Linked DNA regions of Mus musculus: regions 1, 2, 3, 4, 5 and 6 are each linked to region 7. Evidence: chromatin contacts called from public Micro-C, promoter capture Hi-C and targeted proximity ligation data. All regions are on one chromosome and are shown on one strand. The core of a region is the stretch at or near the end of the contact, and the rest is flanking DNA. Distances in the headings are between cores, read along the strand shown.

Evidence for each region. Promoter capture Hi-C pulls out the DNA fragments that hold promoters and counts their contacts. Hi-C and Micro-C count contacts between places; a contact is called where the count stands out from the background.
Region 1: a contact with region 7 is called in a Micro-C map of embryonic stem cells, with 2.3 times the contacts expected there. A contact is called at or near these places in 1 of 484 Hi-C or Micro-C datasets (embryonic stem cells), 1 of 130 datasets of targeted methods (memory CD8 T cells) and 2 of 9 other capture datasets (adipose tissue and pancreatic islet).
Region 2: a promoter capture Hi-C map of liver shows a contact between it and region 7, with 3 times the contacts expected there. A contact is called at or near these places in 18 of 39 promoter capture datasets (the 3T3-L1 cell line, 3T3-L1-derived adipocytes, the C10 cell line and 11 more), 3 of 484 Hi-C or Micro-C datasets (Th1 cells, bone marrow-derived macrophages and nephron progenitors), 12 of 130 datasets of targeted methods (the 230-238 cell line, the NIH/3T3 cell line, T-cell acute lymphoblastic leukemia and 9 more) and 4 of 9 other capture datasets (adipose tissue, liver, macrophages and 1 more).
Region 3: a targeted proximity ligation map of pancreatic cancer cells shows a contact between it and region 7. A contact is called at or near these places in 4 of 39 promoter capture datasets (embryonic stem cells, neural stem cells and pre-B cells), 1 of 484 Hi-C or Micro-C datasets (embryonic stem cells) and 1 of 130 datasets of targeted methods (pancreatic cancer cells).
Region 4: a contact with region 7 is called in a targeted proximity ligation map of T-cell acute lymphoblastic leukemia, with 2.8 times the contacts expected there. A contact is called at or near these places in 16 of 39 promoter capture datasets (the C10 cell line, cranial neural crest, embryonic stem cells and 8 more), 7 of 484 Hi-C or Micro-C datasets (B cells, the N1E-115 cell line, bone marrow-derived macrophages and 3 more), 18 of 130 datasets of targeted methods (the 230-238 cell line, T-cell acute lymphoblastic leukemia, bone marrow-derived dendritic cells and 10 more) and 3 of 9 other capture datasets (embryonic stem cells, liver and pancreatic islet).
Region 5: a targeted proximity ligation map of bone marrow-derived macrophages shows a contact between it and region 7, with 3 times the contacts expected there. A contact is called at or near these places in 3 of 39 promoter capture datasets (the 3T3-L1 cell line, the C10 cell line and liver), 1 of 484 Hi-C or Micro-C datasets (nephron progenitors) and 4 of 130 datasets of targeted methods (acute myeloid leukemia, bone marrow-derived macrophages, embryonic stem cells and 1 more).
Region 6: a contact with region 7 is called in a targeted proximity ligation map of pancreatic cancer cells. A contact is called at or near these places in 2 of 39 promoter capture datasets (liver and pre-B cells), 1 of 484 Hi-C or Micro-C datasets (CD4 T cells), 6 of 130 datasets of targeted methods (bone marrow-derived macrophages, embryonic forebrain, embryonic stem cells and 2 more) and 2 of 9 other capture datasets (adipose tissue and embryonic stem cells).

The regions. Positions count from the first base shown.
Region 1 is chr19:6,126,255-6,129,678 of GRCm38.p6, forward strand. It overlaps Snx15 (sorting nexin 15), which reads right to left and starts at 2,006. Exons shown (of 8, transcript NM_026912.2): 1 at 1,795-2,006. The coding sequence starts at 1,893.
Region 2 is chr19:6,838,740-6,842,193 of GRCm38.p6, forward strand. It overlaps Rps6ka4 (ribosomal protein S6 kinase, polypeptide 4), which reads right to left and starts at 1,888. Exons shown (of 18, transcript NM_019924.2): 1 at 1,754-1,888; 2 at 1,595-1,666; 3 at 721-939; 4 at 513-628. The coding sequence starts at 1,808.
Region 3 is chr19:5,923,477-5,926,516 of GRCm38.p6, forward strand. Cdc42ep2 (CDC42 effector protein (Rho GTPase binding) 2) reads right to left here and starts at 1,340. Exons shown (of 2, transcript NM_026772.2): 1 at 1,288-1,340.
Region 4 is chr19:6,856,510-6,859,514 of GRCm38.p6, forward strand. It overlaps Ccdc88b (coiled-coil domain containing 88B), which reads right to left and starts at 1,702. Exons shown (of 27, transcript NM_001081291.1): 1 at 1,571-1,702; 2 at 1,125-1,282; 3 at 875-986; 4 at 728-797; 5 at 590-648; 6 at 418-501. The coding sequence starts at 1,630.
Region 5 is chr19:6,678,252-6,681,434 of GRCm38.p6, forward strand. No RefSeq gene overlaps it. Among named protein-coding and RNA genes, the nearest start is that of Gm32245, 110 kb to the left of the region's middle.
Region 6 is chr19:6,075,462-6,078,597 of GRCm38.p6, forward strand. Vps51 (VPS51 GARP complex subunit) reads right to left here and starts at 1,726. Exons shown (of 10, transcript NM_001081041.1): 1 at 1,490-1,726; 2 at 902-1,031. The coding sequence starts at 1,717. It also overlaps a transcript of Tmem262 not described here.
Region 7 is chr19:6,399,084-6,402,099 of GRCm38.p6, forward strand. Rasgrp2 (RAS, guanyl releasing protein 2) reads left to right here and starts at 1,458. Exons shown (of 17, transcript NM_011242.3): 1 at 1,458-1,568; 2 at 2,638-2,780. The coding sequence starts at 2,708.

The DNA.
Region 1 (3,424 bases), core at 756-3,255, 270 kb before region 7:
AATTCCAGGAGATTCAAGACCTCTTTTGACCTTTGATCTCACCAGGCTTGTATTTGGTACATAAACATACATACAGGCAAAATATTCATACATATAAAATTAAATAAATCTGGAGCTGGATCGATGGCTCAGGTTAAGAGCACTGGCTGCTTTCTAGAGGACAGAAGTTCTATTCCCAGCACCAACGTGAGGGCACACAAGCGCTTGTAATTCCAATCAATAGGGATCTACCACCCTCTTCTGGCCTCCTTTGGTATTGCATGGAGAGTGCACAGATGTTTTTGTTTTTTAAAAAAACAACTACGTTTTAAATCTTTAAGTAAATAAGCCAGGAGGGGTAGTACACATTTTTAATCCCTAGGGATGCTGCACTGGGGAGGCAGAGGCAAATGGATCTCTGTTTGAGCCTGGTCTACAACACAAGTCCCAGGACAACCAGGGCTACAGGGAAAAAACATGCCTCGAAATAAATAAAGAAAAAAATTAAGTAAATAAATCTATAAAATAAAAAAAGGATCATCTTGTAGGGTGCTGTGGCAAGAGAGAGACATGGAGAGAGAGAGAGAGAGAATGAGAGAGAGAGAGAATGAGAATGAGAGAGAGAGAGAGAGTTCTCTAAAATGTGGGAGGCCATGAGTTCAACCCTAGCACTGGAAAAAAAAAACAACTCTATGCATGTGTAAGGCATGTGACTAGATCTAAAAGGCTAACAGGAAGACATAAGGGTTCTGAATGCCTTGTCATCCTTTCTACCCTCCGGCATCTTCCTAGAGACAATTATTATATTTGTATTTTTTGGCATGAAAAAGTAAACCCCCGGAACACTCTTGACGTATCTAAGACTCTGACTTAGATTGCTTTGGGAGCGACTTGTATGTGTTTGCTTCCTTTTAACAGTCGACAAGCCACTAATCAAACAGTTGCCAAGTTGAAAAAAATTTAAGTACAAGAAAATATATAGTCAGTCTTTCCGCAGCAACCCGGTTTCTCCCATTGGAGACCTCCATAGTTACCTTGGGTAAAATTCTAAAAGCATTCTTTCATGCTGATGTTTCTACGAGCTCATTCTAAGTTTTATTGTTACAAACACCAATTTCAGCTTATTGACTTCCTTATCTGTTAAGACCAGTCTTTTTTTTTTTTTGCGTGAGTTTTTAAAACCACACAAATTATATATATATAATATATAAATAGTATAATAAAATTATATGTGTATATGTGTATATACACACACACATACATTTAAACTTTTAAAGAGCTTTTTTTATAGTTGGTCCTGGTGGTGCACGCCTTTAATCATAGCACTTGGGAGGCAGATGCAGGAGGGTCTCGGTGACTTCCGGGCCAGTCTAGTTTACATCGTGAGTTCGCAAAAGCCAGGGCTGTCTCAAAAAAAGAAAAGATAGATAAATAAAAAGGTGGTGGTGGGGCTTTTACGGATCAAGCAGGGAAAATTACCAAAAGTTACTCTAAGCGATTAGAGAAGGAATATTTAGGTTAATCCGGAGTTTTCTTGCTTTGAGAAATTCGTAGACCGCATCTAGACATCACCAACAACAGAGAGGGGGTACCGGGCCAAGCGCAGAGCCAAGCTCCACAGACTTTAAAAAATGACCCTTAGCCCCGCCCCAGGAGGTGAGGCGCCTTAAATCTTCTGTCTCAGGCGCCTCTTAAAGGGGAAATCTATTTGTGTAGGCCAAACCGCGACCTCCTTGAAGCTCTTTGCCTTTAAGGTACAGCACGGATCCGGAGCTGCTTAAAAGGGTAATGCTCCCCCGCTGGGTCCCACCTCACCTGAGCGGTTACTTTGTACTCTGTGTAACCCTTGGGGTGGGTCCTAGGGTCCGAGACTGTGTAGTGTCGCAGGAAGTCATCCTTCGCTTGGCGCGACATGACAGCGGAGCCGGTCGCCGGCTCCTCCTCCTGCACGTCGCCCCCGCTCCCCGCGTGTTGAGCCTACTGCCACTGCCAGGATCCGGCCTGCGCCCTTCTTCAGGCCCAGGGACCTAGTCGCAAGTGACACAACCGTTCTTGGCTTGGGGGCGTGGCTAAGGGAGTGTCTGACAAGTTCTAGGTCATTGGTAAAGCGGAGTTCTAGGTAGAGACTAAGGATTGGTTGTTTGGGAGAGGATTTACCAGCTGGCATCCTGGCATGTGATTGAACCCACTTCCCCCTAACGTAAACCCTCCTTACAGACCTCCGAAACGTTTCTTTATTTATCTTCTTTACACTCATCCAGCCTCTTATTTATGAATTATTTTAAGCTAAGATCTCTGCTGTGTTGACCAACTTCTGGGCTTAAAATATTCTCCTACCTAAGCCTCCTGAGTATCTGGAACTTCAGGTGCTTGGCATAGGGTCTAACCCATGCAACTTTTATTGTGTTCAAAATGTGCCTAGCAGAGCCAAGTTCCCTGCCTCCCTGTGCGGATTGGGGGGTGGGGGGAACGACACACACTGACATTTTCTGATGCTGAAAAAACTGGATAGTGACAGAGGCTCTGAAATCACAACACTTACACGTATTTGAATTCCCCTTAACTGCTTCAAATTTGGGGAGGTTGGACGTTGAGATGATCTCATGTAGCCCAGTTTGGCCTCAGACTCTCTATGTAGTTGAGGCTGGCCTTGGATTTCTGACCCTCCAATTTCCATCTCCCAAATGCTGAAATCCTTGGTAAGCATTACATTTCCCTCTTGTAACTGCATGCATCTAGTTTTTCATCTATGGAAAGTGGTACCTGACACAGTATCTTCTGTAACAGATCAGATCAAGAGGCATGCTGGCACAACACAGGGATAGCGAAAACCCAACACCAATTGATCAAGGCCAAATTGGTGTGGAAGATTATCACTAAACATAGATTGCAGCACATCCCACCACTACCAGAAATCCCATCTTCAAATAGGAAAGAGTGGATAAAAGAACCATTAAGGGTTGGAGAGATGGCTCAGCGGTTGTGAGCACTGACTGCTCTTCCAAAGGTTCTGAGTTCAAGTCCCAGCAACCACATGGTGGCTCACAGCCATTCATAATGAGGTATGACGCCCTCTTCTGGGGTGTCTGAAGACAGCTACAGTGTGCTGTAAATATAATACATGTAAATATGTAAATATAATAAATAAATAAATCATTAAAAAAAAGAACCATTAAAAAATCTGAGGTGAGATGGCTCAGCAGTTAAGAGCACTGACTGCTCTTCCAAAGGTCCTGAGTTCAAATCCCAGCACCCACATGGTGGCTCACAACCATCTGTAATGAGATCTGACTCCCTTTTCTGGGGTGTCTGAAGACAGCAACAGTGTACTTACATATAATAAATAAATAGATCTTTTTTTTTTTTTAATCTGAGATGTTGGCTGCGGTGGTACATCACACTTTTAGTCCCAGCACTAAGGAGGCAGAGGCAGGTGAATCTCTGT
Region 2 (3,454 bases), core at 638-3,137, 440 kb after region 7:
AACAGGGGACCATCGAGAGGGCTCAGCAGAGAGAGTGCCGGCAATCTGAGATGGATCTCAGAACCCATGCAAAGGTGGAAGGATATTGTTAATGTCACAGAATCTGACCCACACATGTGCTCTGGCACATATGCACATACACACACCACACATGCACAAAATAAAAGCAAGTAAGAAGGGACTCAAGAAGGGCCACCAAAGGTACCCTGCATTGAGAAGTCCTGTGCACAGGCCCCAAGGCGCCCAGGAGTGTGAACAAAAAGCCCCATTTCAGAGGTCTTGGTAACTGAGGTCTGAGGTCACCACTTAAGGAAGTCCGATGAAGGTTAGCCTAGGTTCCTGTTGGAGGAAAGCCCCTTCCAGAAGGTTCTGGAGCAGAAGACCCTTCCAGGTAGTGCTGTCTCAAGCAGTTCTTTCAAGGTCCCCGCCCAGGCCACCCCTGAAACAGGAAGCCCCTCATTAGGTTCAGGGCAGTCCCAGGAGAGCAGCCAAAAGGCAGGGCCGTCTCTTACCTTGTGCAGGTGTTCCAGGGCCAGCACAATCTCGCCCCCATACACTCGAACCTCAGCCTCCTTGAAGTACTGGCGCTGGTAGAGGTGAGTGAACATCTCACCACCGCTCACGTAGTCTGGGAGTGAGGAGACGTTGAAATGTTTCCCTACAAGGTAGCCTAATCTAACTCCCGTCCCTCTCCAAAGCTGAGATGTGACAGGCCCTCACCCAGGATGAGGTGCAGCTTGGCATCCGTCTGGAAGGCGTAGTGCAGTGTGACCAGGAAGGGTGCTTGGCGAACCAGCTCCAGCACCGAGCGTTCGGTGCGGGTATGCTCCTGTGTCTTCGCGCGCTGCACCAACGCCGCCTTGCGTAGCACCTTCATGGCATAGAGCTTGCCCGCGTCGTGCCCACCCGTCTTCCGCACCAGGAACACCTTCCCATAGGCTGTGGGAGCAGCAAGCAAGCGGTTGGAAGGTGGGCTGTAAGTGCGAGGGCGGTGCAGACTGGTGGGAAGGGGGGTGCAAAAGGCTGACAGAGCCTTCTAAGGAGAAGGTGAGCCCTCCCTGGAGGGTGCTCGGTTAAGCCTGAAAAGCAATTTGCAGTGCAAACTAGCCTGGGGAGCTTGCAACTCCAGAAGGCCTGCGGGGCGGGGAAGGGGCGGGGCACGTGCAAACCTGGGATGATCAAGAGAGCTGAGAAAAGATGAAAACGCTGGCACCGGAGGCAGAGGCGCGCTCCCAGTCAGCGGAGGGATGTGCAAACCCGGACTGGGGAATTTGCAAAATACAAGAGTGGGGCTCGCAAGGGAAGATGGGGAGAGAAGCTGTGCAAAGCTCTTGGGAGGGAGTCAAAACCCCAAAGAGGCTAGGAAATCGCGGCAGGGGGCACGCACGCATAGGACTTTGCAGAGAAGAGTCCTGTCAACGTGGACGCCCGGCAAGTAGGCTCGGAACCCTGGTACGGTAGGGCGGGGCGGGCAAGGGGAGCTATGCCGGGAAAGGGTGGGGGGACCTCCCCAGCAACCAGGCCCAGGCCCAGGTCCAGGCGAGTGGGCGGGCAGAAGGCCCAAAGCACCATGCCAGTGAAAGCGGTTTCTCACCTCCCGTGCCCAGCACCTTGAGCAGCGCGAAGTTCTCCACGCTCACCTTCTCCTCATGCCCGGTGAGGTTGGCTGCGGACACAGGGGGGCGAGTGAGCCCAGAGGGTCGCTGACTCTTGCCACCCGTCCGGGAGAGCCGCCTCGGGATCCGGCACCCACCTTCGGTGATCTGCAGCTCCACGGCGCAGCCCTCGTCCTCATCCTCGTCTCCCATGGCGGGCGGGTCGCTGGGGCCCGCGCGGCTGGGGCTACGGGCGGCGCCGGTTACATGGCGGCTCCGGCCGGGGCGGGTGCTTCCTGGTGCCGCCTCTGGGGCCGAGCGGGCGCCGGCACCGCCTCCCGGCTCCCAGCCCGCCCCGTGCGGCCTGAGTCAGGCGGCTGGAACGTGACGGAGCGGGGCTGCGGGTGGGAAGCATCAGACGGTGGCAGGGTCTCCTGGCCCCGGGACCAGTGAGAGCCGTGCAGGGCCTTTGGGTGACATGTGGCTGCAGCTGGAGTAAGCCTCCTAGCCAGGTGTCTGTCCAGCAGGATATGGAGGACACTAGAGGTCTGTGTCCCAGGATTTGAGGAGGGCTGCCCACCCAGGCTGATGGAGCCCTCCCTCCCACGTGGCAGCCTTGCCTCTTCTGCTCCTCTTAGCCAACAGACACAAATCACAGCCCACTTCCTTCTTTAGGACCACTCGTTACACTCGTTAAGCTCAGCAAATACACTGGAGATCTTTATATTCCCTGGACACAGGAGCCCTAGGCTCTTGATGCTGGGCCGGCAATGGGCATCCTGAGAGTACACTTCAGAAACAGGAAGCCACTTTACATGGGTAAAGTTGCTTTTGCCCCAAAGGAGACCAACTGAGTTGGATGCCTAGTTCCCTCCCACATGGTAAAAAGAAAGAACCGACTTCCACAAGCTGCCCTTAGATCTAAGTGCCTGCACCTACATACAATGCAAACATATGGCATAATATAAAATAAATGTAATTTCAAAAAGAATTAAAGAGGGAGCCTGCAGGGCTGATTGCACAAGGACCCCACTCCACCTTTCCCAGGGAGCCCCACCCTCCCTGGGGCAGCCTCGGGTGCCCTGACTCACATCCTGCCACCCAGCCTAATTGTCCCTGTATTCGTTTGCTTCTTTGTTGCTGTGATAAAACGTTCTGACTTAAAGCAGCTTGGGGAAGGGGCAGTTATTTGGTTTGCAGGCTACAGTCCATAACTGAGGGAAGTCAAGGCAGAAACTCAAGGCTGGAACCTGGAGATCAGAACTGAAGCAGAGACCATGGAGGAGCACTGCTTATGATGAGGAGCACTGCTTATGAGGAGCACTGCTTACTGACTTTCATCCCTTGACTTTTTCAGCTAGCTTTATTACATAACCCAAGCCCATCTAGCTAGGGATGTATCACCCACAGTGACTTAGGCCTTCCTATAATCAATTTGCAATCAAGAAAATGCCTCCACAAATATGCCCATGGGCTAATCTGCTGGAAGCAGTCTCTCAGCTGTGAGGTTCCCTCTACCTAGGTGTCTAGTTTGACAAAAGAACTATGACATTTCACCCCGTCAGCTCGTCTGTGTTAAAGCATAGCCTTTCCTTTCTTATTTGTCCTTAAGGTCTCATGCTAGCATCCCAATATTTTAAGAAGGTAGCATACACCTTTAATCCCAGCACTCAGAAGGCAGAGGTAAGTGGACCTCTGAGTTCGAGGCCAGCCTGGTCTACAGAGTGAGTTCCAGGAGAACCAGGGCTACACAGAGAAACCCTGTCTCAAAAAAAAAACAAAACAAAACAAAAACAAAAAGCAAACAAACAAAAAAACCAATAACTGGATAGTCTTTATTATCTTTTTAAATAAAATCT
Region 3 (3,040 bases), core at 90-2,589, 480 kb before region 7:
AAACTGCCTCTAAAAATAAAAAAAGAAAAAACTAGAAAGTTTTATTTATTGTTACTGTTGAGTGTATTTTAATGTGAGTGTGTGTGTGTGTGAGTGCGTTCGCGAGTGTGTACGTAGTGTGCGGAATGTGTGTGGAAGTCAGAATACTTTGTGGAGTCCATCTCTGAGTGTTTCGGGAAAGGAGCTCACCTCCAAGCTTGCTCAGCAAAAGACTTCCGCTGAGCCGTCTTGCCAGCAGCCCAAGGGGAAGGGTTTGAAATCTAGTTCCACCTGGGCCTCTGTGACCTTGAGCAATGAACCTTTTCTCTCTGGGACTGAACTCACCTTCCCTGTCTTTAAAATAAGCTGACCCACTGCTATACTTGAAACAAGAGGCCTCTGCACAATAGACGGATCCACAGTAACCGTCAAAGGACATTCAGCACATATCTTCAGGGCTTTTCTCAAGCACTTCGGCTCTTCCAGGTAGAGGTTGCATCAAGAACAAAAACCAAACCCTTCTAGGTCCCCTCCTGCCAGCCCTGGCAGGGCTGGCTCAGAATCTGGTGCTTCTGCAGCGATCTCTCTGTAGTACAATGTCGCTAGGTGGCGCGCGCGTCCCTGCTATAACCCGGGGTTCTAGGGTCCCACCGAGCATACCCGCTCCAGGGAGACGCCCACCGAGGAACTGCGTGCTCCAGTGCCCGAGGTGGATCGCCCATAGGCCCTTTTTCTCTGGGTTGCACAATCGGACCACCGTGAGGGTAGAATTGCAATTATCGGGGACCTTGTCTGGGACTCCGATATCTGGGAGGGGCCTTGCCTTGCCTGAGCTTCTTGGCCTGGGCGAAGTCTCAATGTCTGCTTGGCTCACAGCCAGACTTCGGACGTGCAGGCCCCCGCCCTCCCCGGAGTCCGGCTGCTCAGCCCTGGCTTGTGTTCCTGTGCCGACCCCTCCAGATCCCCAGTCAAGCGCTACCCAGCGCGGCCCAGATCCATTTCAGTAACACTAAAGCTAAAGATAGGAGGACACCTCACCATCCGCTAAAAATACGGCCTCCAGCCCAGGCAGGGACACGGGCCGAAGAGAGGATGTTCCCTAGTCCCAGGTCTCTGGCCAGCATAGAAGTACAACCCGGAGCTGCAAGACTGACAGCACAGCGCCTTGAGCGCTGCGGGAGGTCATGGGTAGGGGGCGGGGATCCAGACCCCAGATAATGGACCTGATCTGAGCCAAAACAGAACACCGCCTGGCTAGCACTCTCCAGGGAGCTGCGGGAGGCCTGTAAAACCCCAGTCCCAACTCACCTTGAGGAGCGCGGGCAAAGCTGCAGAGCTGTGCGGCTAGGATAGAGGACCAGGGAGGGCCTGGGAACTTACAGTGCAGACCTTGGGCCTAAGCCACGCCCCCAGAGCCAGAAGCCAATCCCGGACCGCTCCTCTCGAACCCCCACCCACACATCCCCGCCCACCGCGGCACCGCCCAGGTTCTTCTTTCTGTAAAGGCTAAGAGCTGGATTCCAAGATTCTAGAGGCTTAGCCTCCGGGCGGCTGAGGGCTATCACCGAAGGGTAACAAGGGTGGATACACACGAGGACGCCAGCTGTTCGTGTTGGAATAAAAACTTTAGGCTAGAAGCACTGGGCCAACAAAGGCCGGAAGAAAGAATTCTTGAGAAATCTCTGACCATCCTTGGATGGGTTTCCTTGACGGAAGGACGAGGACCCGGGAGGCGCCCGCACTGACTCTTCAAGAATGAATTGGGCTTTGCAGGCGTTTTACAAACCTAGGGGAGTTTTGAAGAGTTTACCCTAGGCTAGGAGAGTGATGAAGGATGCGAGAAAGATTCAGGGTCGGAAAGCACAGAGAAAAACAGAGACAGACACAGCCTGAACTTGCACGAGTTTGCTGACCTGCTAAGTGGTTTCTGAGGTGGATGGTTTAGAACAGGATCAGAAACAGTTATTGAAGGACAGGTCCTAAAGCTGATGAGACAAACCGAGGGAAACTTCTCATTGCGCCGTTTTGTGAGTAAATTCTCTGAGTGTCTGTTCGTGGTTAGGGAAGCTGAGGAGTCAGGATTCAAGAAATTCGAGGTTCCAGGCACAGGCTGATCCCCTTCCGGGTGGATGAGTGCTAAGAGGAGTGAGGCAAAGAAGAGGACAGTGATAGGAGGAGGAAATCGGGATGCTTGCCTTCCAGATAGCAGATGTGGAAAGCGGTGTGTGGATAGGAGGGAGGGATGCTGGGGCTGGGGAGTATGTCAGGCAAGCCAAAAGGGAGGGGAGAATGGGAAGGACTGGGTCATGCTTCCCTAAAGATGACCATATTCTGGGCCAGGAGGACAGCTCGGAGGAGCTCGGTGAGATTCCCTGTATGTCAGTCCTTCTGTTTAATCCCAAGTCACACACATACACACACTCACACACACATACATACACACACACACACACACACACACACACACATTCACATAATCTTACACTCACACGCATGCACCACTAGATCAAGAGCTCCACGTTTTAACGTCTGGGACCATTTTGTTATGTGGGAAAAGGGAATTACCAGAAATTATAATTGATTGAACTCCTGGGTTCAAGCAGCTCGCCTTCCTTGCCCTCCCAAAGAGCTGGGTCTGTAGATGTGAGCCGCATGCCTGCTCAGCCGACTTTAACAGAGAGATTATCCCAGGTTAGGCATGTACTCTAGTTCGTGGAGCGCTTACAGAGCCCCGAGAAGCCCTGGGCACTGGATTGAACAGCATGTGATGGGGCATCAGCACTCAGAAGGTGGAGGCAGGGGGATCAGGAGCTCAAAATGTTTCTCCTCAGCTGTGTAGCAAATTCAAGCCCTAAAATAAAAGAAGACCGTTATGAGCGAAGACTCTGTGTAAGGGTGCTCGTGACCAAGCCTCAAAACCTCAGTTTGATTTCTAGGGCCTACATGGTGGAAGAAGGGGGAACGAACTTTTAAATGTTCTTTTCTGATCTCCACATGCTCCACCACACACACAACCCCCCCCCCAAAAAAAAAAGAAAGAAAGAAAGAAAGAAAGAAAGAA
Region 4 (3,005 bases), core at 452-2,951, 460 kb after region 7:
ACTGGCTCAACAAGTTCAAGGCCTGATGAGGACATGTCACACAACAGTCTCTGACCAGAGAAAATAGGGTGAGGAAGACTTCTCAGAGTCTTTAAAACCGCAGGCCTCCAGAGGAGACCGGGTTTGTTTGTTTGTTTGTTGGGGGTGTTTTTGTTTTTGTTTGTTTGTTTGTTTGTTTGTTTTGGCTTCCTGAGCCCTGCTTCTGCAAAGCAGAGCCTTGTTCTCTGTGTGTCTGCAGCATGTGTGCTTGCTCGCCCTCCATAACCGCCTCTCCTAACTGCTGTTTCTGTCTGCTGTGCAAGAGCTCTCTCTGCTGCCACCTGCTGCGCTTCAGATTTTTCCCTGCCATTTAATTCTTCAGCTGGCAGAGAAAATGAACCCAATCAAGCCCCTGGACTGTATTGCTGCCGTCAGTACCTCCTGGATTGCACCAGCCAGCTCGCTCTGGACGTCAAGGCTGAGGCCCCGGATGTGACGGATGAAGAGCTCCCGGTGTTCACACTGTGGTGGACAGAGAAGGCCCAAAGCTGGCACACAGAGGCCCCTCCTCCTGTCAGAACTCCATTCTCTTCTCCCGTCCCCTCTTCACCTGCACTGAGGCCCCCAGCAACAGCCGAAGGATGCTTTCCAGCTCGTCCACTGCCTCTTCTGCTGGGCACAAGCCACAAAGGGTTAAATAGGGACATGGGGCAGGGACAGAGGACAGAGGGTGGGTAGGAAGCAGCACCTGAGAAGGGGTCACACCCCATTGTCTGGAGGTCTGGAGGTGGTGATAGGATCAGCAGCTGTAGCTCCTCCTAGAATAGGCCAACACTAAGAAAGACACCTTCACAGGGGCTGCTGGGCCTCCTGTCTGGCCTTCCCAATGTTTTACCTGGTAAAAATCCCTCAGTCGCCCCCATAGATGACAGAGGTTCCACATCCGACAGGCTGCAGGACCATCACGGCCCCTGACCATTCGAAGTCCTCCTCGGGAACTGGGAGCACTATGATCACCCAGGGAACATGGGTGAGAGGTTGGCTTGAGGACCTCCCCACAACCCAGACAGGCCTTGCCCTCCACCCTCAGACTCCTCCTACTATTCACAGCCCCCCCCCCAACTCAACTTCCCCATGTCACTTACATGATGCCCAGCACCCGAAGGAGTAAGGCTCCATCGATCAGCCGCAGGAATCTCTTCTCTGTACAAAGAGCCCCCTCTTCCTCCTCCTCCTCCTCCTCCTCCTCTGTTCCCCCCGCTGATTCTTCTGCCTCCCCCACCAGCCCAGCCAGTCCCAGTGCCTGTGGAAACAAATAGAAGTCAGCTAAACAGGTAGAAACTCCCCACCACCACCACCCCCAACTAGTAAACTCATCCTGAGTCCCTGATCTGTCCCAAAACACTCTATGATTCCCACTACCACCCCCCCACACACACACACACACTTCACCAGTGCCCCTGAATGCCTCCTGCCCCAGTTCCCAGACCAGCTTCCCCTCCCCCCCCCCTGCTGATGCTATACACCCAGCCCCTCCTCCCCCAGCCCTCAGTCTGCCCCACACTCTCTTCCTCTCCCACCTGACCCTCACCCAGGTGGCCAGACTCCCACTCAGAAAGCCTCTGAGCCTGGGCCCCTTGGCCCCCTCCATGTTGGGGGTCAGGGTGTAGTCCCTGTCACGCTGTGGCAGCTACACCTGCTCTGAGAGGAAGAGGAAGTCCCCGGCTGGGGGATCCCAGAGGCCCAGCCACAGACCCTGTACAGCTTCCTTCTTCCGGGGTTCTGCAGGGCTGCGAATCGTGTCTCAGCACATACACGCAAACACACACACACATCTTCCCTGGGTCTCAGATAAGGTAAGACTAGCTACAAAGCTGTAAGTTAGCTGAGGGGAGGCCTACAGGGTTCCTGACTCCATGGGAATAACGGGAAGACCTTTTCTCTCGTGGGCAAGAGAGAGTGACCTCAGCCTGGCACTCTGTCGTCACTAAAAGAGCTCTGGCCTTGCCTTGGAGTCAATAGGCTGGTCTAGCATTCACTATAGGTAGTCCAGGATGGCCTTGAATTTGTTCTTCATTTGTTGGTATCTCCTTCTTCAGTCTCATGCCAATCTGTCAGCTGTTGAAGCCTGCTACAGGTGCTGCATGTCCCAGCCAGCTCCTCTGAACCCCAGGAGAGAGTAGACGCTGACCCTCCTGGACTTTGTAAATACTACACTGAAAATGGAGGAAGGCCAGTAACCGCAGTTACCAGACTCAGTTTCCCATCTGTAAACTCCTTAAAAGGAAGCACACAATACCCGGGAATGTGACTCAGTCCATAGAGGGCCTGCTTAACATATACAAGGCCCTGGGTTCAATCTCTAGTACCTTATAACCGGGAGTAGAGATGCATGCCTGTGATTCCAGCCCCTTGAAGGGTAGAGACAGGAGAATCAGGAATTCAAGGCCATCCTGGATTACCTATAGTGAATGCTAGACCAGCTAAACCAATTTAGTGAGACTGTTTCCCAAAATAATGATGATGCTGGCCAGGCATGGTGGCACACATCTTTAATCCCAGCACTCAGGAGAAAGAGATAGGTGGATCTCTGAGTTCAAAGCCAGCCTGGAGTTCTAGGACATCTAGGCCTGTTTAGAGAGACCCTGTGTTAGAGAGAGAGAGAGGAAGAGAGGGAGAGAGAGAGAGAGAAAGAGAGAGAGAGAGAGAATAGTCACATGAAATAAGACACTGTAGTCCTACTAAGTGCTTTCACAGGGCAGTCAGGGAAGGCTTCCCAGAGGAGGCAGGAGGCAGCCTGCTGAGAGGGAAGGATAGCCAAGGAATCAGCAGCTAGAAGCATAGATCAGGAACTACTTGTGTTTGTCTTCTTGTCTGTCTCGGTCATCATTTCTAAAGTCAGGTGACAAGGTACTGTTGCCCTTCAGCTGGCTTCAGCCCTGATGCAGCTGTCATTGCAGGCACAAGAAAATTCCAAAGCCCCAGCAGCAACTCCCGAGAAAGGCTTGAGGAGCTTAGAGGAGGAC
Region 5 (3,183 bases), core at 655-3,154, 280 kb after region 7:
CAAGCCCTTAACTCTGGGGAACAGTCAAGATATTAACCACAGCCAGGTGTGGTGGTATAGGCCTGGAGTTCAGGATCAACCTCAGCTATGTGAGACCCTGTCTCAAAACAAAACACAAAGAAGATTCCAAGCACAGAACAAGCTGACATCCATTTTCAGGGAGTATGGGGGAGACTGGAGAGATGGTTTGGCAGTTAAGAGGACTTGATGCTCTTGCAGAGGTCAAAGTTCAGTCCCCAGCACCCACACTGAGCAACTTACTGCTATCTTAACTCCAGCTCCAGGAGAATAAATGCCCTCTTCTAGACCACACACACAGGCAGGCAGGTAGGCAGACAGACAGATACACTCACACTTGAAATTTTTTAAACAGATGAATATTTAAGGGGGAGGAGGAAGTGTGAGACATTGAGTTGCCTAGGAGATAGGTTAATCCTTGGGACAGGAATGACTGAATTTCAAGAAAGTCAGTGGTGTGACACGTTTTTAAAAAGAAGGCAGTGGAGACAAAGGCAGGAGGATCTTTCTGAGTTCAAGTCCTGCCTGGCCTAGAGAACAAGTTCCAAGACAGCCAAAGCTAGACAGAGAGACTTTGTTTTAAAACAAAACAAAACAAAACAAAACAAAACAAAACAAAACAGCAGAAAACAAGCAAAAAACAAAAACAAAAACAAAAACAAACAAACAAAAATGGCTGGAAGGACAGCTCTGCTGTTGAGAACATCAGCTGTTCTAGAAGACCTGGGCTTGATCCACTGCGCCCAAATGACTGCTCACAACCATTTGTAACTCCAGTTCCAGGGGATCCAACACCCACTTCTGACCTCCATGGGCACCAGGCATGCAAGTGATACACAGATATGTAGGCAAAACATCTATATACATAAAAGAAAATAGTTAAATAATAAAAACAAAGGAAAAGAGGAAAGGTATGCAGGACATGGTGGCACATACCGTTAATCCCTGCACTTGGAAAGCAGATGAAAACAGATCTCCGTGAGTTCCAGGCCAGCTTGGTCTACATTAGACTTCCAGTCCAGTCCAGACTGCACAGTGGGACCCTGCCTCAAAAAGATACTGGTAATTAAATTAAATTTAAATTCTTAAAAGAAGAGAGGTAGCTGAGAACTAGAAAGGCTTTCCAGAACTAGCAACCAAATGCCACCCCGGCCTTTTTAGATCCCTAAAACAACCACAGAGACAAGGGACACTTAAGACAAAGGAAGCCGTCTGATCACAGCATGTCTGAGTGCTGATCCTGGCTAAGTGGCTCAGTTTTTTTTTTTTTTCTTTTATCTTTTTTCTGAGTGTGATAAAGGAGGCTTCATGGTTCCCTGAGAAAACAGCATCCTTTTGAAAGAGGGAATTACACACATGAAGTTACTTTATGATTGAGATTTAGTTTAAGCATTCCAGTGGTGAGGAGGAGAGACAGAGACAGAGGGACAAAATCCCTGCTGTGGTCCCTGCGGGCTGCAGGGTGGTGGGACCACCCAGCTTCATCTACCGCCCCCTCCACTGTGTGTGTATCTGACATGTTGGTCGTGAAAAGGGAAGTTTTTTTTTTTTTTTTTTTTTTTTTTTTTTTTTTTTTTAAAGATTTATTTATTTATTATATGTAAGTACACTGTAGCTGTCTTCAGACACTCCAGAAGAGGGCGTCAGATCTTGTTACGGATGGTTGTGAGCCACCATGTGGTTGCTGGGATTTGAACTTCAGACCTTCGGAAGAGCAGTCGGGTGCTCTTACCCACTGAGCCATCTCACCAGCCCGAAAAGGGAAGTTTTAAAGAGAGCCTTTTATCTCTCCTGCTGTTCCTGACAGCAAGGCCTCGTGCAGAGTCCTTTGTCACAGTAACTTTGAGTTGCCCAGGCTGCTTCAGGAACAAATGCAGCCATTCAAAGTCACCTTTCATACAGCCAGAGGCCCGGCTTGGAAACGGCCATCCCCAGCTGCTACTGTGCGCTGGGCTTCTGTCCAACTGACAGGTCTCAGCACCTGAAGAAGATTAAACCCCTTTCCCCATAGACACAGGATGTCCCATCACCAGGGTCCTCTCCCATTTGTAGGGTGACATCAGTGTCAAATGTGCCCTGTGGACCACAAGCTGCACCAGGGAATTCTTGAAGCAGACAAAAGGCAGGCTGGATGCATGACATGTCACAGCCGCACAAGCAAGACAACCCTTTCCAAATGGGGGAGGGGGAGACACACAATGGCCGTGGCCAGCCCTCCTTCAGGCTGGATGGATCCTGCCTCTCTCTGTGAAGACAGAGCTAAGTCAGTGCTTCCCATCCCTCACCTGGAGTGATGTCTCTGTTGGAGTTTGGAACCTGCCTGCTTGAAGTTGATGCACCAAGGTCACCATCTCATAACAGCACTTGGGAGTCTGCAGTATTCAGGGATCTCACATGGGCTGAGTCAGGATTGTTGAAAGGAATGGGTGACAAGGGTAGGTAATATTGATACCCCACACCCCAGCACTAAAAGACTCGCCTTGTCTTTTGGACCCATTTATGAACCAGATATTTTGTGTGTGTATATGTGAGTGTGTGTATGTTTGCACATTCACACATAACACATGGGTAAGTATTTTACACACACACACACACACACACACACACACACACACACACACACACACACACACACGTGAGGACAGAGATCAATGTCCAGTAAACTCTTCACCTGATTTTTTGAGGCAGGGTTGGTCAAAGAACCTAGAAGTCACATTTGGTCTAGACTACTGGCCAGCATGCCACGCCCAGGGCTCCTAGTCTCTACTTTTCTAACATTGGGCTTATAGACATGCACCATATGCCTGGGTTTTATGAAGGTACTGGGGAATTGAACTCAGGTCCTCCTGTTTGGCAGTAAGTACTTTACCAACTGGATGCTGTCCCTGAGACCCAGATGTATGTATGTGTGTATGTATGTATGTATGTATGCATGCATGTGTTTATTATTTATTTTGGAGTTAGGGACTTATGTAGCCTAGGCTAGCCTTAAACTCACTAAATTACAGAGTGATCTTGAATGGCAGAGCCAGCCGTATGCGACCACACCCGGTTAGGGACCAGATCAGTAGGTTAGGCCCCTGCTTCTGGGATTCTGCTCACTGTAAAGGGGTGGAAGGAAATCCCGAGTGTGTGTTAATCCTCGCAGCTTGTGGACCGCAGGCT
Region 6 (3,136 bases), core at 476-2,975, 320 kb before region 7:
GCTGTGGCCTTCAGGCAAAGCCAAGGTAGATTCCCCAACCATGGCCTTTACTCAGAGCCAAGCTAGACAAGGGGTTAGTTTGACCAGAATGTCTAAACTACTAACACACTTGAAAAAAGGCTGCCCACCCTGCAGCCCACCCTGTATCTGCTTATGAGCTCATTATGGCTTTTTCCTTATAAAGTCTGACCCCGGACAGTGTACAGGTATGTGGCTGTCAGCTCCCGAATCTGTGAGCTGTTGCCCTAATCAATTAGTCTTGGGGTGTGCACTCAATAACCGTGCCTATGTGACTGAGATTGGTGTTCATGTGGTTTGTGGGGTGACTCCTGGACCCAAAAACTATTAGTAAATCTTAAGGAATGAGGATACAGACAGAGGGGGAGAGAGTGGCAAATCTGCTCTGAAGGCAGACTGACCAGAAACAAAAGTTACCACTAATAACATTTTTAACAAAAATTTTAATTGACTTTGAGATGGCTTAGTAGCAGGCAAATGTGTTTGTCACCAAGCCTGATAACCTGACTTCAATCCCTGGCACCCTCATGGTGGAAGGAGAATACAGACTCCTGAAAGTTGTCTTCTGACCCCCACACAAATGTTGTGTCCCACACATATGCATGTGCACAATATAAATAAACAAACAAAGCTAAAGCTTACTGAAACGCTGGTGCTTCCTAAGTGCTGCAGAGAAACTCACTGCATTTCATTCTTCCTTCCCAGCGCTGGTCCTTTGGACAAACCCCACCCCCACAGGAGTCATCACTTCAGCAGCAGTGGATTAAGGTTGGGACCCAATTGTAATCTGGGTCTCTTTCCTTTAATCCCTGTTTTTCTTAACACGGGGTGAGGACCTGGTGGGGGTGGTGTAAGACTGAGGAGTGTGTCCCAGTGGGGTCACCTGTAGCTGAGATGAACTTGTTGTAGTTCTCATAGACCAGGGTCTGCATGTCGCTGTCTAGAGCCCGGATCTGCCGTACCATGTCCGTCTCACTGTCCATCAGCTGGGCCAGAGGACATTCTCTACGCAGCTAGAGAAGCAGGTAGGAACAGTCAGCGTTAGTGCTCACTCACGTCCTGCTACCCTGCTTTACGTTAGTTGGATTTCAGTGCAAGACAACTCCAATCCCACCCTTATCAGGAATTCCATAAGTGGCACACTTTAAGTAGCACACTTCACAGGTTAGACCCAATTTGGGATTTGTCAGCGTTCATGGTCTTCTGGCTTAGTTTAAAGTCAACCTAGGCCCTGCCTAGCGCCTGTCAAGAGCATGGTCACACCCACTACCACGAGCCAGCACCGAGACCTCAGACCCAGTGTGACCTCAAGTCAGGCCCAGGCTCCCTTGGCCTCCAGATCTGCCTCTATTGCCTAGTAAGGGCTGTCCTCTTATAAACCCCGCTGCCGTCACCACAGCAACCAAATCGGGAGTAAGATCTAGGGTCCAAGATATTTGGGGTCTGGACCCGCCCCATTTCACACACACACCTTGTCAAGATAAACTTCCGGGTCGAAGTGCGCCCCATTGAGATCGGTTGGGTCCAGAGGGTCAGGCCCTGCGGGATGCCCCGCCACCTCCCCCTCCGAGAGGCCGTAGTAAAGCTTCAGCATCCCGTGAGCCTTCCGCCGACGCTCCGGAGCGTCCGCCTCGGGACCTTCTGGGGAGTCTCCAGGCCCGGACCCTAGGCCAGGCCCCACAGCTGCCGCAGCCGCCATAGCTCCAACCTCAACTCAAAGGGGTGAGGCAGGGGAGGGAACAGATGCACTTCCGGGGACCAGAAACTTGCTACAACCAGGCGGTCCTTCAGGTGAAACGTTCCTCTGCAGCTGTAGGATATGTGAGACTAAAGTTCCGTCTTGCGCTTGTCCTTCTGGAGCACAGAGGTTTCACTGAACTTCTGGATCGTTGAGTTTCTGTGATTTTGCTGTGCTACTTGGGTGAATCGTGGCGTCCCAATCCTGCATCCGCACAGGAAAGAGACTTGCAGAAGATCGAATATGCGTCACAGGGGGGGTCTGCAAGGTTCAAACGTCCATTTAGTAGCCTGCAATATGGCTTTAACGCAGTGTTTCCCAAGGTTCTGTCTCCAAGGAGTCATTCAATATGAGAAACTTTATTCTACTTAGAGAATTTAAGATGTTAATCTTAAGAAGTTAGTGAAATGTGATACGTGAGCAGTTGGGATTGAGGATAATTCGGAAGTTTTAAAGATGTAGGCATAAAACGAAGCTCTCAGCAGGGCGTAGTGGCGCACACCTTTAATCCCAGCACTTGGGAGGCAGAGGCAGGTGAATTTCTGAGTTCGAGGCCAGCCAGCCTGGTCTACAGAGTGAGTTCCATGAGTTCCAGGACAGCCAGGGCTACACAGAGAAACCCTGTCTCAAAAAAAAAAAAAAAAAAAAAAAAAAAAAAGACGAAGCTCTTAAGAGGGGATGAGGTCAGATTATATGTGGAGTTAAATAGAAGAAAATGAGACTTTACTAATGATGTACTGTAAACGTTACCGAGGATGGGCTGATAGGGTGCTGGGCTGCCAGGAGTTTCAGCAGACCAAACACTGTTTTTATCTGAAAATTAGGAGTTAAAAAAAAATCTAAATGGTATACTTTTTATTTTTATTTTTTTCAAGACGGTTTCTCTGCTTAGCCCTGACTGTCCTGGAACTGGTCCTAGTGTAGAACCTGTCTGCCTCCCAAGTGTTGAGACTAAAGGCATGTGATAACACTGTCACCAGCTCCACTGCCTAGCTAAAAACAGTTCTGAATGGTATTAAATCGCCATCTGTCCGGCCCCCAGTATTATATGTGTATTTATGTGTGCAGAGACCAGGGGATAACTCAGAGCTGTAGTTACAGCTCATGTGTGAGCTACCCGTCATGATGCTGGAAACCAAAGTGCAAGAGCAGTTCACCCTGTGCCAGCTCAAACCCTTCCTTTCTTTTCTCTCTCTTTCTTCCTCTTTGAGGCATCATCTCACTCTAACTTTGGCTGACCTGAAACTCATTATTGTAGACCAGGCTGGCCTCAAACTCAGAGATCCAGCCACCTCTGCTTCCTGAGTGCTGGGACTAAAAGTCTGTGCTACCATGTCCACAGCCTGCTTCTCAGCCTGACATGCATGGTTGCTCTTGTCA
Region 7 (3,016 bases), core at 208-2,707:
GGCCCTGGGTTTCATAGTGAGTCTAAACGGCCGGAAACTGTTACCTATCCCTAGGCTAGGTGTGAGGGACATAACTGCTTGTGGCTGCCCCTCCCAAGTTCCTCGTCTCGGCCCATGCATCCAAGGCTTCCAGTTCCGAAACTGCAAAGCACCTACCCAATTTATAGACGCCTCTTTCTCTCTTGCCCAGTGGGGTGTCCCTCGCCCCATCTCTAGACAACGAACCTGGGTTCCCAGGGAGCCGCGTGTTCGTTCATTCATTCCTGGCTTTTTGAGGCTCCACTGGACCAAAACCAGCTCGCATTCTGTCCCAGCCCCTCCCCCAGGCCATCGCAAGGATCCGCAGCCCCACGCCCGCGACCTCCACCACGCCCGGGCCTCCGCCGCCCGCAGGAAGACGCCCGGGCCCGGGCAGGGTGAACCCCGTGGGAACGGTTTGTCTCGAAAACAGGAACCCGGACCGGGGGGCTGGGCGGGGCGCCCCTTCCCCACCGCAGTCCGCTTCCTGCCCCTCCCGGCTTCCTCCGTGCGACACCCAGGCGGGGCGCAGAGCCCGGGGGTGTCGCGGTGGGGGAGGGCTGCTGCACGCGGTCCCCACACCAACAGTGGCGCAGCCCCCCGCCCGCGGTTAAACTCTCTGGGGCGGCAGGGGAGGGGTTAATCTGCTTCAGGGCCCGGCGCGCGCGGGGCGAGAGGGGGAGTCCCCGGTGGAGGAGGCGCGGCGCGGGGTGCAGGGGCGGGGAGGGGGCGGGGCGGCAGGGCGCTGGGCCGCGGCGCGGAGACCGGGTGGGAGCCGCAGCCGCAGCGAGGCCGGCGGGCGGGAGCGCACGGAGGTGGCGCTGGCCGGGCAGGGTTCGGGGTCCGCGCTGCGGGTCCCAAGAGTGAGTGAGCGAGCACGCGCGCGGGTGGGGCGTGGGACACAGAGGGTGCGGCCCCTAGGGATCTCCTAGGGGCAGGCTGGCGGGGACTGCGGGTGGGTGGGGAATCTGCGGTCCTGGGTGGGACAGAGCTTGCGGAGGGGATGAGGCACTTAGAGCCACCCGCAGGAGGGGGGCGTTCGAGGCATTCCGGTGCTCGCCTGAAACGTATCTACCAGGCTCTTCCCTGCAAGTCCCCATTTGACAGATGGGAAAATTGAGGTTCAGAGAGACTAAATGATTCTCAAGGTCACCCAGCAAGGAAGTAACAGTCAGGAGGGAACGACTCTGAGAAGTCCTCGGGAGGATTCCCTAATGTAGGGGAGTCTGTGTAAGGGCGAGGTCCCTTTCCTTGGGACAAGGTTTTGGCGAGATCCAGGAATGTAAAGAACCCCAGGCTTTGGGGCTGCGAGCCCTGGAGCCTGGTTGAGGGGGGAGGGGCGGCAGAATGGGTGTGTGCGCAACCAGGGGGTATGTGGATGCGTGTGGGAGTGTACATGCGTGGAGATGCACTGTCTTTGCGTGTGTGCACACGTGTTCAGATGTCAGAGCTACTGTGATCGAGAGATCAGAGGCTGAGCTGGTTCAAGTGAACAGAAGGTCTGGGAGGTGAACTGCATTCAGGTTTGCATTCTGAAGTAAAGGACTTGGGTATGTGTGGCTGAGGATTTTCATTGCAGGTGTGCATGGGATGTGGGTGCCATTGTGTGTGATTAGGACGGGAGGTGTCTATGACCCTGGTGTGTGTGAAAAGGGTCTTCTTGCACTTAATGTAGGTCATTGGCCTTCGGCAAATACCTAGTCTAGAGAATAGGTGTTTGTTCCTGCATGGGTGCTTTTATAGTCCCCACTGATGACCAGGATTATTAATGGTGTCATGCAGGCCATGGCGCTAGCGGCCCCTTCTGGGCTCCCTACTCGGTGCTCTCACGCACAATTTAACTATGCAGCAGGGTGGGTGGGAAGGCGGGAGCCCAGGTTGGGAAGATATATGGCAATTCTGGAAGGGCTAGGACCGGACTCCTGGGACCTTAGTACTTGTGGGTTGGGAGTCCGCGGTTCCCAGGCTTTGGCTTCCCACTGACATCTCCCAACCGCAGTGGGCTACCCCTCCCACCCCCCGCCCCAGGAATGTTCTTCTCTCTAGCCCTCCTCCCCAAGGGCAGGCCCCTGGGGGATGCTACGGCCCCGCCTCCCACTCGGGGAGCCCAGGAGGGGGAGATGTAGGCAGGACTCCTGGGTTCCCTCCTCCCTCCTTCCATCCCAGGGAGAAATTCCTCCGAGGTCCCCTCAGGCACTGGGTTCCCAAAATAACCCTGCGGGGGAAGGGAGGCTGTGAAGGGAGGGGAAGCGGGAGGAGTGCAGAGTCAAGCTGTGGGGTGTTGCAGGTGCCTGTGGGGAGCAAATGCAAGGAGAGGAGGGCCCGCCAGGAGGCTTGGGGCACTAACTAACCCCTGGGGTCCTGGCTCGTCCCTTATTCTCGTAGAACCCTTCTAACCTCCCGCGACTCCGCGGGTGGGCCGGAAGCCTCTCAGCTAGTCCATTTCCCAACTAGCGAGTTGCACCATCCCGGGGCAGGACCGTTTAACCCTAGAGGGGCAACGGCAGGCAACTCCGCCCATGCCCAGCAGGGGGCGTGCCCACTCCGCCCCGTTCCTACGCGCCGAGCCGCTCCCCCCACCTCCCGCGCCTCTGCTGACTCCCACTTCTCCCAGGACAGGGGTCCGAATTGAGCACCGTGGGAGGCTCTGAGAGTGTAGCTTGGGTCTAGCCTACTGGCACCGGCAGCCATGACGAGCACTCTGGACCTGGACAAGGGCTGCACCGTGGAGGAGCTGCTCCGTGGTTGCATCGAAGCGTTTGGTGAGTTGCATGCAGCACGAGGGGTCACACCCAGCTGGACCCTGAACCAGACTCTAGGCCAGAACCTACCCAGGCTCCTATTTTGAAGTCTTCTTAAGAAAAGCTCCTTGATTTTGCGGAGAAGTACCCCAATGTACCCCTTGTACAGACGTCAAGGAAGGGGCCCCAGGGTCCCAACACTGACCTGGGAGGGGCATTATCTGTCTCCCTGGGGGATCCGGAGGAACTCTCTATCT